Regions from separate parts of the Mus musculus genome. Here region 2 is linked to region 1. The links are chromatin contacts, called in public HiChIP or PLAC-seq maps. All regions are on one chromosome and are shown on one strand. The core of a region is the stretch at or near the end of the contact, and the rest is flanking DNA. Distances in the headings are between cores, read along the strand shown. Region 1 has its middle 5.2 kb from the start of Gm13710. Region 2 holds the start of Selenoh (selenoprotein H).

What was found. HiChIP or PLAC-seq counts read pairs in DNA pulled down with a chosen protein or histone mark.
Region 2: an H3K27ac HiChIP or PLAC-seq map of microglia shows a contact between it and region 1, with 5 times the contacts expected there. The contact joins the promoter of Selenoh here to the enhancer-like site in region 1. A contact is called at or near these places in 9 of 39 promoter capture datasets (the HPC-7 cell line, cranial neural crest, embryonic stem cells and 4 more), 2 of 15 datasets of contacts at CTCF or cohesin (the G1E-ER4 cell line and embryonic stem cells), 31 of 484 Hi-C or Micro-C datasets (B cells, the G1E-ER4 cell line, the HPC-7 cell line and 12 more), 20 of 115 datasets of contacts at active chromatin or transcription factors (the 230-238 cell line, the HPC-7 cell line, bone marrow-derived macrophages and 10 more) and 4 of 9 other capture datasets (adipose tissue, embryonic stem cells, liver and 1 more).

The regions. Positions count from the first base shown.
Region 1 is chr2:84,509,048-84,515,103 of GRCm38.p6, reverse strand. No RefSeq gene overlaps it. Among named protein-coding and RNA genes, the nearest start is that of Gm13710, 5.2 kb to the right of the region's middle. Within about 2 kb of position 3,448, at least 24 of the 459 cell types and tissues checked have an H3K27ac peak or open chromatin away from gene starts, as enhancers often do. A contact at or near this core is called in macrophages, microglia and trophoblast stem cells, where this site is marked.
Region 2 is chr2:84,667,832-84,673,887 of GRCm38.p6, reverse strand. It overlaps Selenoh (selenoprotein H), which reads left to right and starts at 3,180. Exons shown (of 4, transcript NM_001033166.3): 1 at 3,180-3,405; 2 at 3,498-3,643; 3 at 3,772-3,901; 4 at 4,491-4,673. The coding sequence starts at 3,302. The coding sequence ends at 3,872. It overlaps Tmx2 (thioredoxin-related transmembrane protein 2), which reads left to right. Exons shown (of 9, transcript NM_025868.4): 6 at 282-388; 7 at 569-634; 8 at 735-864; 9 at 1,356-2,577. The coding sequence ends at 1,499. Btbd18 (BTB (POZ) domain containing 18) reads right to left here. Exons shown (of 5, transcript NM_001145100.1): 5 at 5,107-6,056. The coding sequence ends at 5,697.

The sequences.
Region 1 (6,056 bases), core at 2,199-4,698:
CTTCAGATCTCCAAATCTTTTCTGCTTTGTTGACTACAACACAGTTCTTACTCTTTGGCTGTTTCCACTCCCTGTTAGCAGACTTCCTTGACAAATATCTCATGGCTCTGATTTCTCTAACATCTTGGGGTCTCCAAGGCAACTACAACTTTACAGGTTCTTGTTCTAATGCTGGGATCCACACATGATCTGGGCTCCTTCAATGGGCTTGGGTCACGTCTCCAGCTTTGTCCTCTGTGGCACACTAGGCTCTGGTTGAATAGCAGTGGCCATTCCACTGGTGCTGCTGTTCTTGGTGATCATCCTATGGTACCAATTCAGTGGAGTCTTCTGCTGCAACTTGGCTTCACCAATAGCCTCATAGGATCTCTTCATGGTGCCAAACCTCAACTTTGTTGCACGACCCCTTCAGTAGTGAGCTGTCAACTGCAACTGAGGCTGCACCTTCACCAATGTCCTTCCTTGTAGTACCAAGCCTCAGGTGCTCTCCATGATCCCTTCATGCATTCAAAACCAGTACTGTCTGGGTGACTCTTACACAGTACCAAGTCTAGCTGAAGCATGAGGTATAACCTTGGCTATCTCTGGAACACAGCTTCTTTGTGCTCTCAGAAAACACTTCCCAGAAGATTGCACCTCAGTGATGCTGATCTCTTCTTAATCATCAATATTTTCTAAGCTCCAGCTAACCCGCATCAATTGTCCCAGTCGTCCTTTCTATTCTAGACTCTTAGACCGGAGATACATGTCTGATGCTTGCAAGTTCAGCTGCTTGCTGGAACCCTCTTGTTCTATTACATTATCACTAGCTTTCTGTTTTCCAATTCTTTCACTGCCTAAGCTTGGCTTTCCTGCAATCTGCTCTGTAGATAGATCTTGAACTCAGATCTGCATGCCTCTATCTCCAATGCTGGCATTAAAGGCATGTACCACCACACCAGAACCTATCTATATTCTCTATTGGAATTTTTTCTGTACCATGCTGGTCTTGAACTCAGAGATCTGCTTGCCTCTGTCTTCCTTGGATTAAAGGTGTACTACCATGCCTCAAACTAAGCTTTTCACAGCCACTATTCCAACCAAGATCTGGATCAAAGATTGTATCCTCCATCTTTGGGTTGTAGCTCATTCCAGATTAAAAAGTCCAAATGAAAACAATAACCAGGTAGTAATGCCTAAAATGACTTAACTATTCCTGTTCAATTGCAAACACATAAACAATAAGATTAACTGGGTGGAATCTTGCCCCGAAGTCACCACTCTCTTAATATGTTTATCTCCTTGAACATGGATTCAATTCCATTCTACTTCTTGCTGCCCCTTTATTCTTTGAATCATACATTTTGTACTTTTTTTCTTTTTAAGCTTGCTATGTTTGATCAGAATGTTCTTGATGGGAATAAACCAGGGGACAAAGTCTATGCTGTGCCTTTTTTTTTTAAATTTTATTTTTTTACACTCCAGTCATTCCCCGCCTCCCCCAAACTCCATCCACCCTCCCACAGTTCCTCATTCCATTCCTTCTTTCCCATCTCCAAGAGGATGTCCCCAACCACCCCTGCCACTCCCACCAGGCTTCTCCACTCCCTGGGCCCTCAAGTCTCTTGAGGATTAGATGCATCTTCTCCCACTGAGGCCAGACCAGGCAATCCTCTGCTGTATATGTGTTGGGGGCCTCGGATCAACTTGTGTATGCTGCTTTGTTGGTGGCTCAGTGTCTGAGAGACCTCAGGGGTCTGGGTTAGCTGAGACTGCTGGTCTTCTATGGGGGTCACCCTCCTCCTCAGACTCTTCCTATGCTGGGCGTTTCTAAGACTTCCCTTCTCAATGCAATTAATTAAAATCTTTTTACCTTAGCCTCAAGTAGACTCTTTAAACAAGGGCAAAAGGCAGCCATATTCTTCACTAAAACATCATAAGAGCAATCTCTAGAGATAAAATCACCTCAGTACCAATGTCTTCAATATTCTTACTTGAAGGCCCATTAAGTCCCACGTAAAGCATTCCATGGCTTTCCAAATCCAAAGTCCCCAAATCTGCATTCCACCAAACAAAACCATGGTCAGGCCTACTACAGCAATACCCCAGTCCCTGGTACCAACTTCTGTCTTAGGGTTTCCATTGCTGTGAAAAGACACCATGACCAAGACAACTTTTACACAGGACAACATTTATTTGGGGCTGGCCTACAGGCTCTGAGGTCCAGTCCATTAATATCATGGCAGGAAGCACAGCAGTGCCCAGGCAGGCACAGTGTTGGAGGAGCTTAAAGTTCTACATCTTCATCCAAAGGGAGCCAGGAGCAGACTGTCTTCCAGGGGCTAGGAGGAGGGTCTTAAAACCCACCCCTACAGTGATACACTTCCTCCAACAAGGCCACACCTCCTAATAGTGCCACTTCCTGGCCCAAGCGTATTCAAACCACCATAGACCTTATAATTAAGAGACTTTGGACTTTTAAAGTGTTGGAATTTTACAAGATCGTAGGGTTTTTTTTAAATGTGAACTGTGCTTTATATTAAAGATGGGCCTCTGGGGACAAGGAGTAGGAGACTGTGTCTTAAAGTTAAGTGCTTCTGTGTCAGGTTGACAAGGAGTAGGGTTGTGGTGATTAGTTTGTCAGCTTGACACCCACTAGAATCACCTGGGAAGGAGGTCTCAAGGAAGGACTATATGGATTAGGTTGGCTTATGGTTATGCCAGAGAGAGTTTCTTAATTGTGTTAGTTGAAGTGGGAAGATACACCCTGGATGTGGCCAATACCATTTCATGGACTGAACCCTGGACTGAGCGAGGAGATCAGGAGTAGAACATTTGCAAGTAGGTATACATTCAGTTTATATGCTCTTGACTGTGAGTGTGACTGGCTGTTTCAAGTTCCTGCCTTGACTTCCCCTCAGTGATGGACTGACTCTATTCTTCCTGGAGTTGGAAATCAACTCTAAGAGCTGGCCATAGTGGTAACCCTGAAGTTGAGAGGCTGAGGCAGGAGGAGCTGAGGGTCAGCTTGGGCTACATAGCAAATCCCTGCCTAAGAAAAATAAACAAGCCAAAACCCCAACTGTCTTTCAAGAATAATCACCATTTACAATTTGATATTTATCCATTTTACATGTACGTGACTGAAGGGCGAGTATGGCAAACACAGCTCTGGCAGGTGTTGCCTTCCCTTATTCCCTTTTCAGATTACATTTCTCAAGCTTGCCACCAAGGTCCATTCCATAATTTGGCCACTTCCTCCTCCTGAGGCTGACCATCAAGGGCCAGCTATCAACGTGTTAAGTCTAGCAATCAAAAGCCCCTTTTGGCTGCCCCAATGAACCTGTCTAATAAAGAGAAACCAGCTCATCCTAACTTGGGGTTTCCCCTTTTCTTTCCCTTCCATTTGCCTTTGGGCCACGTGTCTGTCTCTTCTCTAACCAGACACAGTCCTGGATTCCTTCTGGACAAATATTCAAATATGCCTCTCCCCTGTCCCTCCTTCCTTTTCCCTTCTATCTTTGTCTTCTGTCTTCTGTCTTTGTCCCTCAGGGGTAAATAAATCTCTGTTGTGCAGAAAACTTGGTCTTGGTATGTCCTGTGCTGACTCCAGTCCTGACTTTTTCTCTTCTGCTTTCCTCTCTTCCTTCTATCCTCTTTTCTTTTCTCCTAGCACATGGCATGACACTGAAAGACTATCCACAGTTCTCTCTTCCACCCTCAGTTACATCACTGCACGCCTCTTTGGATTTGCGAGGCCCACCTTCCACAGTTGGCATACTGCTCCTGCCAGCTGATGTGATGCGAGTGTCAGATTATTCTTGGTGACTGGTGTTAAAGCAGGTGTGGGTGGGGACATTGTACATCTCCAGTCACACAACCTCCCTGCTGGGAGGGTGTTGGTAGTAAAACAAGTTTACCCAATGCAAGCAGCTCTACAGCCCTTTCTTGGCTCACAGGCACAAGCAGCTGCTCTACAGTTTGGAAAAGAACTCCTTCTCCATCATTAGGAACAGGAGCGGGGACTGGAATGGTTCTTGTTTTAAAACAGATTCATGTTTAGAGCAAGGTTGGGCAACTCCTCCATGGAGGAGAAAAGGGGCCTGGGTGGCCTTAGTCAAAGTGCTCTCTCTCCATACAGACCATTGCTTTAATTTAAAACTATGCTGTAATCAAAGAATGGCTGTGGGCCCTGATACATGATCCGAGTGAACACAGATCCACAGCTCCTCCTCCTCTTCTAAAGAAAAAAAGAAAAGATGACGTAAAAGCATCCACACATTTCCAGATTCACCATAATCAGTTGCTTTTGTTTCTTTATAAGGAACATGTACATATATTTATGGACAGTACATAATATATTATAAGCATATATGTATATACTTTAATTCCCCCCCTTGGATATTTTCTTTATTTACATTTCAAATGTTTTCCTCTCTAGGTCTCCCCTTTGGGAAACCCCTATCCCATCCCCCTCCCCCTGCCTCTATGGGGGTGCTTCCCCACCCACCCACTCACCCACTCCCATCCTCTCGCCCTGGCATTCCCCTACACTGGGGCACTGAACACCCTCAGGCCCGAGGGCCTCTCCTCCCACTGATGTCCAACAAGGCTATCTTCTGCCATATGTGTCCAGCACCATGGGCCACTCCTGTATTCTTTGGTTGGTGGTCCAGTCTCCAGGAGCTCCGGAAGGGTCTGGCTGTTATTCGACGCGTTCTCACGACCGGCCAGGAAGAACACCACAGACCAGAATCTTCTGCGACAAAGCTTTATTCTTACATCTTCAGGAAAAGAGAGCAAGAAGCAAGAGAGAGAAAACGAAAACCCCTTCCCTCTTTAAAGAGAACAACCATTGCCTAGGGCGCATCACTCCCTGATTGGCTGCAGCCCATGGCCGAGCTGACGTTCACGGGAAAAACAGAGTACAAGTGGTCGTAAATACCCTTGGCTCATGCGCAGATTATTTGTTTACCAACTTAGAACACAGGATGTCAGCGCCATCTTGTGACGGCGAATGTGGGGGCGGCTTCCCACAGTTCCCCCTTTTTCTTTTAATAAGAGCAAATAGGCCACCCATATTAATGAGAGTGGAGATAGAGGTCAAATCCCCAGTGTGTAGGTAAAGGAGCCATGTACAGGATTAGCTCTTAGGCTCACAGGCTTTTACCCAGAGCAACCCTGACCTGCTCCCGTGTCGTTTTGCCTGGGGGAAGGGAACTAGGACACTGAACCTTCATGAAAGATGACATGTCTCCCTAGAATAGGCTCATATATGCCGCAGAGCCTTTCCATTGCAGTGCTTAGCCTTGCAACTCTCTCGGGCTGCTGAAGCGCACTCACTCTATCTCGTGCAATGAGACTAGCCTCGTGAGATATAAGAGCTGAGTGGCCAGCGACCTATTGCCTAAGCATAGATATATCAGGGGAAGCTCCATGTTCTAGTCCTGCAAGCGCCTGGGCAATAACCACCTTGTCTCTCTTAGTTTGGGCCTTAAGCTTACAGACCAATCAAAGAAGCAACACTAATCCACAGCAAAGTGTATCTCCAAATAATATTAATCCCACCCAATTTTTTAAAGAAAGAAAATGCTGAGGAGATCCAATTGGGTAATCCTTTGGTCAGCGACAGGTCCAAGCGCGTGGAGTTGACCTGAAGTCTCAATTCTCGAAGGGATCTGTTCAAATTCAGCCGTCCAATTCTGTAACATATACTGAAAAAGACTTTTTGACAAATTAGCTGCCCTAGTAAATTTAACATACTGAATGGAAATAACACACAATCCCGGAAACTTTTGTTCACATCCCAGCTGAGTTATTTGTCATAATACATCTAGTTGTATCTGGACAAGATCTATGAGTTGATTAACCAGCATGAGACCTCTCTGTATCTTGACATTAGCTGAGGCCTGTTCATCTATGACTGTAGTCACTGAGGCTGACAAAGTGTTAATGGTGTCAGTCATCTGGACCTGTCCAGACAGAACCAAGGCTGTCTGAATTAAGGCCAAACCCAGTTCCCAGTTAGTGGTAAAAAGGCAGGAGAATACTTGAGCATTATACATCACCGTCATTGG
Region 2 (6,056 bases), core at 1,931-4,430, 160 kb before region 1:
GATTAATAATATTTTACAAATACTTATTTTAATTCCCCCCACCTTTTCCCCTCCCCCGAAAAAGTGGTGTTTTTTTTTTTTTTTTTTTTTTCTTTTTTTGTGGTAAAGTGAGTGCCTCGGATGTATTAGGCACTGGATTCAATCCCTGGCACCGATAGACAAACCTGGAAAGGTTGTCAGGGTACCTGTATGGGAAAGGGGCAGCCCGGGGCTGTCACTGGTCCGAACCTTCTCAGATGCCCAGGTGACTTTACCCTCTTTCTCTTCCCTCTGTGGGGTAGGAGGAGCTGGAGCGAGACAAGAGGGTCACTTGGATTGTGGAGTTCTTTGCCAACTGGTCTAATGATTGCCAATCCTTTGCTCCCATCTATGCGGACTTGTCCCTCAAGTGAGTATGCACACTGAGGCGTATGAGTAACAGAAACGCAGTAGCTAGCGCCTTTCCTTTGTCCTTAAACTTCACACATCCAAAGTTGTTTTTCCCTTTCTTACCTAGGTAGCTATGCTTTGACTTCCCTCCATCCATCCCTTTATTTTTCCGTATGTTAAATACTATATTTTTTCGCAGGTACAACTGTTCAGGGCTAAATTTTGGGAAGGTAGATGTTGGACGCTACACTGACGTTAGCACACGGTATGTAGATGCTTGGGCTAAAGACCTGAGTGAGGATTCCTGGAGTGATGTAAGTGATGTATACAGGTGCACTACTCAGAGTCCTCGTCTGGCCCTGTAGGTACAAAGTGAGCACATCACCCCTCACCAGACAGCTCCCTACCCTGATTCTGTTCCAAGGCGGCAAGGAGGTCATTCGTCGGCCGCAGATTGACAAGAAAGGACGAGCTGTCTCTTGGACCTTTTCTGAGGTAGGTGAAACACATGGGCAGTGGTTTGGAGAAAGATACACAACAGTGATTGGGCTTTATTCTTAGTCTGGGTTTAATCCCGAATTCTGACACTGGCCCACTGTTTTTTGAGGATGTAGATTAGTTACAGGATGTCACCTATTAAGTCAGCAGGTTTATGTTATATGCTGCTAATGCTGAGGAAAAATGATAAAGACTTGGTCTGTGAAGTGCCTGTATTCATTCTGTAGCCAATTAGGTTCCTCATCGCTAAACTTGAGTAAGTGGGAGGCAGTACCACCTGGCTCATATTGCTTTACAGTTGCAGGTAGATAGAATTCTTGGCACAATAACTGGCCTCTAGTGAACACTTAAGTATCAGAAAAGAGGTAGGTTAGGGCAGGTCGCTGCCCTCTGACTTACAGGTTGTGCTTAGTTAAATACTTCCTGCTCCTGCTCTCTGAACTTTACCTTCTCACCCAGCCGTTGATGTGTTCATCTCTTTTGCATAGGAGAATGTGATTCGAGAATTCAACTTGAATGAGCTATACCAACGAGCCAAGAAGCACTCAAAGGGTGGAGACATGTCAGAAGAGAAGCCTGTGGACCCTGCTCCCACTACTGTGCCAGATGGGGAAAACAAGAAGGACAAATAGGATCCTGCATTGTTTTTGCTTCCTCTCCTGTCAATTTCAGGAACCTTTGAGGCCCAGTTCCAGCTATAACCACAATCCTTGCCTGAGGCCTTTTGATTTCTGTTTGGCTGTGCCTGGGTAGGGGCACTGTGCCTGCTTCTGATTTTGAAAGAAGCATCCTGGAAACCATGAAGTATTCTACTATGAAGGGCGCATCTGCCCTGGTCAGCTGTTTCTCGAAGGGAGTGATCTTATCGATAGAGGTAGAAATGGTTTCCCTCCAAGGTTGGGTCAATGTGTAAATTGCTATTCAACACTTGGATATTACCAGTCTGTGGTTTAATTATTCCTCCTAGTGAGCTTGCAAAGCATAGACTAAATTAAACCCTAATGTTAGATGTCAGTATAAAGCCCTTAGAATTTTTCCTCAAGGACCCCTTCTTCCTTTAGGCCTTTCTGTCTTGATCTGTGCATTAAGAAATTTAAGTTTGGGGCTGGAGAAATGGCCCATCGATTAAGAAAGAGCACTGGTGGCTGCTTTTCCAGAGATCCTGAGTTCAATTCCCAGCAACCACATGATGGTTCATAATGGGATCTGATGCCCTCTTCTGGCATGCAGGCAGAATACTATATATAGTAAGTAAATCGTAAAGAGAAAGGAATTTAAGGGGTTGGAGAGATGACTCAGTGGCTAAGAGAATTGGCTGTTCTTCCAGAGGACCCAGGTTTGATTCCTAGCAGCACATAGAGGCTAAACCACCTGTAACTCTAGTCTCAGGGGCTCCAACATCCGCCCTTGACCTTGGCTGGCACTGTATGCATGTAGTGCACAAACACGTGACGGAGGAACACATAAAAGGCTTGTATGTGTTATCATTTAAGGTCACTGTTCCCAATTAAAAGCCTTCAACCATGATTTTCATCATTGGAAATAGAATTGAATGGCCACCCTGTGTTGTGGGAACTGAGAAGGGCAATATAAACCTGAGAGGTTCCTTTGTGTGGTGGGGCCTGAAGAAGAAAGCCCCACGGCTGGACAGCTGTTCTCTCCTCCTATCCCACCGCTTCCCCTAATAAAGGGACTGTTCTTTTGATTGCCTTGCTGTTTTTCCTTTACTAGTGGGCAGCTGCCGGGGGACTGCTTTTTTTGTTTGTTTGTTTGTTTTTTTAATCCTAAAATTGAATATCAAACCCAGGGACTCTAAAAGCCAAACACCTCTAGACCTCAACTTCCTTTTTAAGGTTGTGGATGAGGGCCTTGATCAGTTGGAGAAATGAACCCTAACTCACCATCCTCTTGATTTCACCTGGGTGTCTGAGAAGATAGGCACCAGCTACAGCGTCTGGATTGTAAATGGCTCGGGTTCAAATACACTTAACCGGTCCGTTTTTGTTTCACCGCATGGAGATGTGGAGTAACAATGTCGGTGCGAATTAGAATTCTGTAGTCTATGTACAAACGCCCTGGAAATGTGGAGTAGACTTCCCTGAGATTGGTCTGGGGATCCTTGGGTAGGAGGTATAGATACCGAAAACCCCCAGCCAAAGGAGGCTTTCAAGACTCCTCCGTCTCCGCCCAAGACAGACCCCCTCAGTGCTGTACAATGTTGGTTTGATCCGGATTTCCGCGCCGACTCCCTTTTGATAGCGTAGTTGGGCTTGAAGGGCCCGCCTTCAGATCACGTGTCCTTCCCCCCACCCCCGCACATTTCCCTTTGCTGCGAGATTTGAACTTTGCATCTGTGATTCCCGGCTGCTGGTTTGTCTCTCCGGAGTTGCATCGCCCCTTATTCCACCAACGCGCCATCCCCGAAATCCGTGCCATGGCCCCCCACGGAAGAAAGCGTAAGGCGGGGGCCGCGCCTATGGAGACGGTGGACAAGCGCGAGAAACTGGCGGAGGGCGCGACCGTGGTCATTGAGCATTGGTGAGGGGTTGGGGAGTCGAGGAGGGCGGGAAAGAGTTGGCTCTGGCGGCTGAGACCAGAGAGACCCCATTTGCAATCGCTTGTGTCTGTAGTACGAGCTGACGCGTGTACGGCCGCCATGCTGCTGCCTTGAGCCAGGCTCTGCAACTGGAGGCCCCAGAGCTACCTGTGCAAGTGAACCCGTCCAAACCGCGGAGGGGCAGCTTCGAGGTGACGCTGCTGCGCTCGGACAACAGCCGTGAGTGGAGGCCGCGATGGGGGGTGGGTGGGGGTGGGGCGAGAAGCGACTCCCGGCCACCTGATAACTGAGGGGAGGGGGTACCAATGAGTACCACCATAATTTGGCTTTATCCCATCCTTTCCCAGGTGTTGAACTCTGGACTGGTATTAAGAAGGGCCCTCCACGAAAGCTCAAATTTCCTGAGCCTCAAGAGGTGGTTGAAGAATTGAAGAAGTACCTTTCATAAAGAGGTTGGGAAAGAGTCCTCATGTTGAGGTTTGCATCGTGACCAGGGCATGCACACTGGGATAGACAGGGAACGTCTCCTTACCATTTCGGTGTATTTTTCATGGGATTTGGGATTTTCGAAGAGGAGCTAAATTGTAGAACTCCTGCTGATAACACTCCCGACCCCCAAACAAATCTAAGAGCCATTTGTACTCTCTTGAGTTAGTTAAGTCTTAGCCTGAGGGCACAGGCAAGTTTTGTTTGCTAATTCAGTTTTCCACCTCTGGTGTTATTTTAATTCTATGAGTCTATTGCAAATCAATAAATTCAATAAAGTGTGGCTTACTTGTAGTTAAGGTTTTTCTCCCTTGTATTGACAGCCTCTTTGCTGTTACTTCACTTTACCTGGCTTTTCTGTGTTTTGTTAGTAATCTGAGATAAGATAGCCTCAACCCATCCCGCTCGTACCCCCACTTCTTGGTTACATGGATTTTATTTTTGTCCCGTGTTTCATGCATGTTGACTGATCACTGATGGAAGGTGAAGTTAATGAGCTCCAGAGTTGTAGGTGGGGATGGGCTTGTCTCCTGGTCCTTGTGATGGAACCCTACTCTGATGTTCCCTTCTCTGTTTGCAGCTTTCAGTCCCTGGAGATGTTGAAGCATTTATGATGGTGCATGGCCAAACTTAAGCTATGCACCTGAAGCCATAGTTTCTTCCTCACCAGAAGTGATGGTTCAGTTGTGAGGCAGCCCTCCAGCAAGACATTGTAAAAGTGTTTCAATTGTTTAATAAAAGGTCAAGTATCTGAGAATAAGGAGCAAGTTTAAATTTTGTCTTAAAGAATGGGTAGAACCAGCTTTGTGGGGCTGTTGGTCTGTATTTTTCAGAGTGCAAAGTAACTCGTGTCTGGAAATTGTAAGGCCTATGGTGAAACACTTATAAAACAAGAATGTTGCTAGGTTTGGTGGTGTATACCTGCAATCTCAGCACTTTGAAGTCTCACAGGGGGACTGGGCCAATCTGGCCTACCAGAGACCCTTGCTTAAAACAGAACCACAGCTGGGCGTGGTGGCGCACGCTTTTAATCTCAGCACTTGGGAGGCAGAGGCAGGCACTCTAGTTCGAGGCCAGCCTGATCTAGAGTGAATTCCAGGACAGCCAGGGCTACACAGAGAAACCCTGTCTCGAAAAGCAAAAAAAACAACAAAAAAACCAGCCAAACAAATGAAAACCAAAACCACAAAGCAAATCTGTTTTTTAAAAGCAACTACTTTTAATCTACTTCTCAGAAGTGGTCGTGGAAGTAACATCTTTCTAGCTTCTGTGGCAGCTTTTCCTTGACTTCCCATACTGGCAGTGAGTAAGCCCCATAGGCTGGGCTTAGAGGCACAAGCCTGTAACACTAGCTACAGGAGGCTGAGGCAGAAGTCAAAGTTCAAAGCCAGCCTGGGCAATTTAGAGATTCCACTCATTTCAGTGTTCTACTTAACATGGCTTCATTCCTTCTCAAACCTTCTTTGAATACAACCACAAACAGTGCTTGAAGTTCCCTGAATTTTCAGTGACTATAAGATATCTCATGAATTGAGAGGCTACTCATAACTATCCTTATGACCTGAGTTGGGTACCACATAGTTTTGTCACTGAAAAATGGATTACAAAGAAATTGCTTTGTTCATAATTTTCTAACCATGGTATTGCTGTTTGACTTCTGCCTGGTGCGGAAACCTGAGGAGGGGAGATCAGTTCTGAGGAGGTGCTTGCTTTTCTGCCAAGAACGCCTTCTGTTGATGAACAGTTATCACCCTCCCAGGAACTCTAACCTGCCCTCCTGCCTCCACTATGTTAGTATATCTACCTCAGTTTCTGACTCTGAGGAAGGGTCAGGCCAAACAGAGGGAACACTAGTGGGCCCCAGCTTCTTTTCCACTGTCCAGTCTACCACATCAATCTCTTCATCTTCAGAACTGCCAGGAAGTGGGTCCAGCTGTTCAGGGTTGGCAGACACTTCTCTGACTGCCTTGGGAACAGGACACAATACGTCATCCATGCCTAGGGACACTTCCAGACCTGTCTCTGCCCAGTCTGAGCATGGAGGAGAGAGATGATTATAAGATCTCTGCGAAGGGTCAGAGGAGTCAAAGTGGAGAAGTTTTTCTCCCTGACCATCCAGTGGCTGGGAGCTGGTAATTTCAAGGTC